Linked DNA regions of Zea mays: region 2 is linked to region 1. The links are chromatin contacts, called in public Hi-C maps. All regions are on one chromosome and are shown on one strand. Each heading gives the region's core, a stretch centred on a gene start, on an enhancer-like site or on the middle of the called end of the contact. The rest is flanking DNA. Distances are from core to core; before and after follow the strand shown. Region 1 holds the start of LOC103641135 (pentatricopeptide repeat-containing protein At2g26790, mitochondrial). Region 2 holds the start of LOC100382139 (stearoyl-acyl-carrier-protein desaturase10).

The links. A called contact is a pair of places that touch in the nucleus more often than the background predicts.
Region 2: a Hi-C map of leaf shows a contact between it and region 1, with 8 times the contacts expected there. The contact joins the promoter of LOC100382139 here to the promoter of LOC103641135 in region 1. A contact is called at or near these places in 8 of 25 Hi-C or Micro-C datasets (bundle sheath, ear, leaf and 1 more).

Annotation. Positions count from the first base shown.
Region 1 is chr10:62,616,574-62,619,959 of Zm-B73-REFERENCE-NAM-5.0, forward strand. LOC103641135 (pentatricopeptide repeat-containing protein At2g26790, mitochondrial) reads left to right here and starts at 1,890. Exons shown (of 5, transcript XM_035963382.1): 1 at 1,890-2,304.
Region 2 is chr10:62,807,458-62,810,492 of Zm-B73-REFERENCE-NAM-5.0, forward strand. It overlaps LOC100382139 (stearoyl-acyl-carrier-protein desaturase10), which reads left to right and starts at 1,491. Exons shown (of 2, transcript NM_001174900.1): 1 at 1,491-2,399; 2 at 2,783-3,035. The coding sequence starts at 2,389.

The DNA.
Region 1 (3,386 bases), core at 640-3,139:
GGAGCAAATTCTCGAAGCTGGCGAGTTCCTGAGACGCTCTTCCTTGGAGCACCGGACACTGTCCGGTGTACACCGGACAGTCCGGTGAATTATAGCGGAGCGCCTCTGGATTTTCCCAAAGGTGAAGAGTTCAGCGTGAAGTCCCCTGGTGTACCGGACAGTCCGGTGCGCCAGACCAGGGTGCCTTCGGTTATCCCTTGCTCTCTTTGTTGAACCCAATTCTTGGTCTTCCTATTGGCTAAGTGTGAACCTTTGGCACCTGTATAACTTATACACTTAGAGCAAACTAGTTAGTCCAATTATTTGTGTTGGGCAATTCAACCACCAAAATCAATTAGGAAATAGGTGTAAGCCTAATTCCCATTCACCAATGTTGGGGACTTGTTCTCAAATGCTATGAGTTAAGAACAAGGCAACACAAAGAATGTTAAATGTTAATGCCCTTCGTCCATCGAAGCATTATTTCCCTTGGGATATAATGATCTTCGGACGAAGGTCATGAAGGACATACCTTCATCATTACAGCATACGATAATGAAAAGAGAATCACATGAAATGTGAAAGGTAACATGAACAATTATGTATCATTATCAGCTCATTTCTATTTTATTATCATAGAAAAATAGAAATGATATCAAGTTACAAATGTACCTTCGGCTTGAAAGAAGGTAAAAGTACGAGCGTGACGCAAAAGCAAATGCCAAGTCAGCATGAACAGTGCAGGAGCACTGTTTATCTATTTATAGGCACGGGACGCAGCCCATGTAAAATTACACCCATGCCCTTTACATTTGCTAATGACTCTATAGTGACCCATCAAGGTCTAAATAGCATTTTCCCTTTAAAGTCAGTTCCCTTTTCTGCTATCATATCGAAGCTCCTTTGCGCATTGCTTCGGCTCTGCGTCAACCTTCGTATTCTTCGTGCTTATCACACTGTGGTTCTGCTCCAAGTCCGAAGATACCTGGTCATGTAATACACTCCAGAAACATTGTTAAATCATGTTTTTGAGGACCTTCGGAAGACGAAGGCCCCCAACAGGGCGGAAGCGACACATCGCGCTAGGGATGGGGGTGGGTGGGGCACGACCATCACGTCGGGAAGGGGGCGACGCATGAATGGCCTGACATAGTCATCGAAGGCTGGTTGTCGATGGAAGAAGACACCGAGGTTGGAGGGGCGCTGGAATGGGGGCGGAGCACGCAGGGAGATGATGCGGGGCACAGTAGAGGCAAGACGGGGCAGGGGCACGGACGTTGTGTACGCCCTTGAGTAGTATAGATTGCATATTAGAGCAACTCCAAGAGATTAGCTAAAAAGGCTAGTAAAATTTACCGATTTAGATACTCTAAAATCGATTTTACAGAAAAAGTGTATGTTAATCCAACAGGCTCGGTAAACCTACAGATTGAATGGAGAGTGAAGCAGGCTATCCAAAAATAGAGAACGAAGGTGGAGGGATAGAAAGCCACTAAATTTGAAGATTCATTTATAGAGTCTATTGGACACACTTTTCTTCTAATATTAGCTAAATTTATCTTTACAAACATATATACTTAAGGTCTGTTTGGTTTGTGGCTAAATGTGCCACACTTTGCCTAAGGTTAGTCGTTCGAATTGAAAAACTAACCTTAGGCACAAAAGTTAGGTAAAATGTGGCAACTGAGGTAGTGAACCAAACATGCCTTTAGTCTCTTAGAGTTGCTCTTAGTCAGCGTTTATAATTAGCACCGAGTCTATAAATTATGGGTCTGTTTGAACATATGAATTATAGATATGGCAATTTTGCGAAAAGCAAATAGCGCATTCTCTCGCGCGGCGATGGCAGGGAGGCTGCTCCTTTGATTGGGCTGCTACCTCATGGGCGATTGGGCTGTAAGGCAGCCCACCTTTCTGAAAAAAGAGGCCTGGAAAGCCCAGCTCCACCAGCTAAACACAAACAGCGCGCTCCTCATCGCCTCCTCGTTCGGCGACGGCGCCCTGCAGACCGCAGTTCGACTCGGCAGGCAGCTGGCCAACCGCCGAGCCGGCGGACCACCAGACTCGGAGACCTCCTCCGCAAATGCGAGCCAGCAGGCGCCCTTGACTCCTGTGGTTGCAGTTCCCGCCTGCTCTTCTTCCAGAGTTCCCGCTGCCCGGCTTCGGCGGTTGGCGGCTGGTGCGGAGGCGTCCGCAGGATTACGGCGGCATCCGCAGCAACCAGGCCCCGGGCCTATCCAGCACGCAAGCACGGTGCACGGCAGTGCCCGTCGCCGGTTCGCCCCTCTACACTGCGTTAGTGCTTTGCGTAGCACAGCGGCTCGGGTAGCTGTACTATAAATTATAAAAGCACTGCACATTGAAGTGTCAATTGATTCATCCCTTTTTTGATTGCCGGTTATTAGCTCTTGATGATTAATTCCAGTTGCATCACATTCTGTACGAGGCTACGATAGAATACAATGGAAGAATATCTTAAAAAAGATATCTCGAAGTACGGGAACTAAAGAGACCCCTGCTGAGAAAAAAAAGCCACGCATTTAGTTTGATGATAGTATGAGATTTCTACCCTCAGTCGGCAGAATATAAATTTGTTATGAGCATAAAAGCATGTTCCGAGCAGTTTCAAACCTTTTGGCTTTGGCCAAACGCTGCCCCATCAGCCGGCCTGCCTCTTCTGTGACCAAGCAGTGAAAACAACCAACCATGTGCTTTCTTCCTGTGTGTTTGCCTAGGAGGTCTGGTCCGTCTGGACTTTGGTGCTACAAAGATTAAATCCGATTGTGAGGCCGCTTGATGCTGATAGTTAAATTCCTTGTGGTGTTGAGCATCCACATCTTTGCCTAAAGAGGCATGGAAGGGATTTTGGCCATGTTTGAATGCACCGGAGCTAATAGTTAGGCAAGTTAGCTGCTAAATTAAGTTGTAGACATTCAAACAGTCTAGCTAATAGTTCAACTATTAGCTAATTTTAGCAAATTAGCTAATAGTTAGCCAGCTAATTTAACTAGTATTTTTTTATCCAACTAACCATTAGTTCTAGTGCATTCAAACACTCCCTTAATTCCTTGGTGGTGCTAGTCTCCTAGGAGCTGGTGAAGCATAGGGAATGCCTGTGTTATTTAGAGAGTTAGACCGGATACACAAAGTGTGATTTAGTCCGTGGCCATTGAATGGCATTTGTGGTGTCTGGCTGGAGGGTTGCCCCTCCAGGATTTTGTCCTGAGGGCTGGCTCCTAAGGGTCGTGGTTGTGTGCCTATCTTGCTTTTGCAAGTGTGTGTTGTATTGTTTTCCTTGGGGGCTTTTAAACCCCTAGGGGAATACCTCTTTCCTTTCTTGATAAAATGACACGCAGTTCTGCTGCGTGTTTCAAAAAAAATATTTTTGTCAAACTATAAGATCAAAA
Region 2 (3,035 bases), core at 241-2,740, 190 kb after region 1:
ACGATAGAGACGGTTGTGAACCTATTTGTACTGGCGTTTTCCATAACCGCCAGTAGAAATATTAGTTTTCACAAACGGTTAATTGAGGACCGCCAGTGGAAATTGTAATGAAACCGCTAGTGAAAATTGATTTCAACTGGTGGTCGACGTAATGAAACCGTTTATATGAACTGTTATTAACGAGTTTTTAAGGACCCTTAATCATTTTTAGATTTTTAAATTAAGAACCGCAGGTAGTGAAAGGTTATCACTATAGGCTGCAAAGAAACTAGTAGTGATGGACCGACAATGAAGATCAGTTCTATAGTAGAGAGATGATTGTGTTGTATTATCGTACTTTCTAAAACTGGATAACCTACAAAGATAAAAGTTGTATACCGTGGCAAAAAAATGGAAGAACTGAAAGCTATAGAGACGATTGTGAACATATTTGTACTGACATTTTCCATAACCGCCAGTAGTTCACAAACGGTTAATTGAGAACCGCAGTGGAAATCGATTTCCTGAACTGGTGGTCGACGTAATGAAACCGCCAGTGAAAATCAAGTTGTGGAATTGTGGCAGCTAGGAATCGAACCCACAACCTCAACCTCAACCTCGCACAAAGCCTCCTCTACCACTCTACCTATGACATGCCTTGTGCTTAGGTTACAATTTTGTTGCTCACATATTATTATCAACTGGGCGTAAATTAACTATTTGAGGCCGTAAATAAATTCAAACAAAAAGGTTGTCAACTACAAAGTTGAATAACTTTTCAAGTTCTATAACTTTGGTTTTGATACTTTCTCCATCTGATGTCGTTTTCAAAATTTGCATTTCGAATTTGACAAATTTGAATGTAATTTTTGAGAGTCGAGATGATTTCAAATAAAGAAGTTGTCAACTATAAAGTTTCATAACTTTTCGAGATCGACAACATTATTTTAGTAGTTTTATCATCCGAAGTCATTTAAAAACTCAAAAAACTAAGGAAAAAATGATTTCTAGCGGCGGTTTCTTAAGAAAATTGTCACTAGAAATCGATTTCTAGTGACGGTTTCTTGAGAATAGCGCCACTAGAAATCATGGATTTCTACATATGGTTTTCTTAACGAACCGCCTATAAGAATATGATTTTTGTGACAGTTTTTTAATTAACCGACAGTAAAAATAGCACTGACGGTTGATAATCAAAATCGCCTGTAAAAATTAGGCATCACCGTAAGGTTAGAGCTTTTTTCTACTAGTGTTTTTTCAGATTTGTCAAAAACCGAAAAAAAATAAAAAACAGTTGAAACAACCGTTAATACGAATTTGAGAGATAGCATATAAAAATTGGGATAAACGGAAGGGGATTTATTGCAACCGTTTTCTTCCTAGTGGTGACGACGACGTAATTAAAGTCGGTGGTGGAAAGTGGCGAGCTCGCTCTATCCTCTATAAATATGCAGCTCCACGGTCGGCCTCCTCCGCAGCACATCTCAGCGACCAAACCCGGGCACCTCGTCTAGCTCGCCTTCCATTTCGTCCCTTCCTATTCATACTACCTTCTACGAGTTTGAGCAGCCATGGCGGCAACAACACCACTGCTTGCTGTGGCTGGACATGGAGTATCCTACAAACCAGCAAATGCTAAAGACAGCTACTACTGCTTCAAATTTGCATCATCGGCAAGAACAAGAGTCACCCTCCCACAGATCATCCACTGGTAGTACTTACAATACATTATATATCATACTACTAGCTACTTGTTTAATTTGTGTGACTTATTACAATAACGGAGTTGTTGTATTTTAGGTGTATATATTTTTAGATGGTTTTATAGGACAAGCTCATGCAAGTATATATAGCCCAACGGATAATTCACGAACTATAATTCCTAATTTTTTTAAGAGTCAAATAATGAAAAAAACTACTTGTTGTATGCGTAGCTAGGATTTTTTCATGAGGTATGCCATAAGAACTTCAAGTTTACCTAAAAAATCTTTTAAAAAACTAAACATCATGGATCAAAATTGCAGAGAAAAAGTTAGGGTTTGCTACAAATTCACCATCTCTTCCTGTAAGCTCAGGGCTAAGGTCTAAGAGGGACTGGAGGAGAGCCGAACAACAGCGCTCACTAGCGGCGATGGTGGGGGCATGCCGCGCACCTGCCACCTTGTTGTTGCTTTTATTTTTGTGATGATCTTCCATCAGGTGGCGGCTTGACTGCTGGTCTCCCACTCTCATATACCCTATGGACTATTGGTGTCGTATTGTCTCTAGACTGGTGGTCCAGTGGGCTGGCTAAGGGTATGCCATGGACCACCCGGACCACCCACCAGCTACGCCTCTGTTGTATGACAGTATGAAACGAGTAATTCATGTGGCATACAAATATAGCCCAACGGATAATTCACCAAGCACATGAAATACAGGTAAAAATGTTGTAGTAATTCTATTTTGATGTTATTCTACTGTATGTTCTTGGATCCATGTGGCATACTGTATCATGTAGGATATATTAAAATTAGAGAAACATATCGGTGTATATGGTCCTTTCCATTTCATATCCAACATCATGTTTCTTGTTTCTCTTTTTTTTACTAGGGAAGGGTGCAAGTGGTTGGGATGTTCTTTGTAAAATATACATGACAAAGAAAAGGGAGAGTTATGGGAGGACAATGAATTTGAGATGAATAGATGCAATTCAATGTGTATACTATATACACCAAACACTTATATGTTTCTTAAAAATAGTGCACTCTCATGTGAAATGTCACGAACGTTGAGGGTTGAGCACGCATACGTGTTGATGCAGGAGGTGCAGGAGCAGTCATAGCAGCACGGGGACCACGACCATGGCCGTCCCTGTCCTCAAGCGGCGGGAGAAGCAGGACGAAGAGCAGGAATGGATGGGGTACCTGGCCCCGGAGAAGCTGGAGGTGCTAGCACACCTGGAGCCGTGGGCGGAGGCGCACGTGCTGCCGCTGCTGAAGCCCGCGGAGGAGGCGTGGCAGCCGTCGGACATGCTCCCGGACCCGGCGGCGCTGGGCGACGAGGGCTTCCACGAC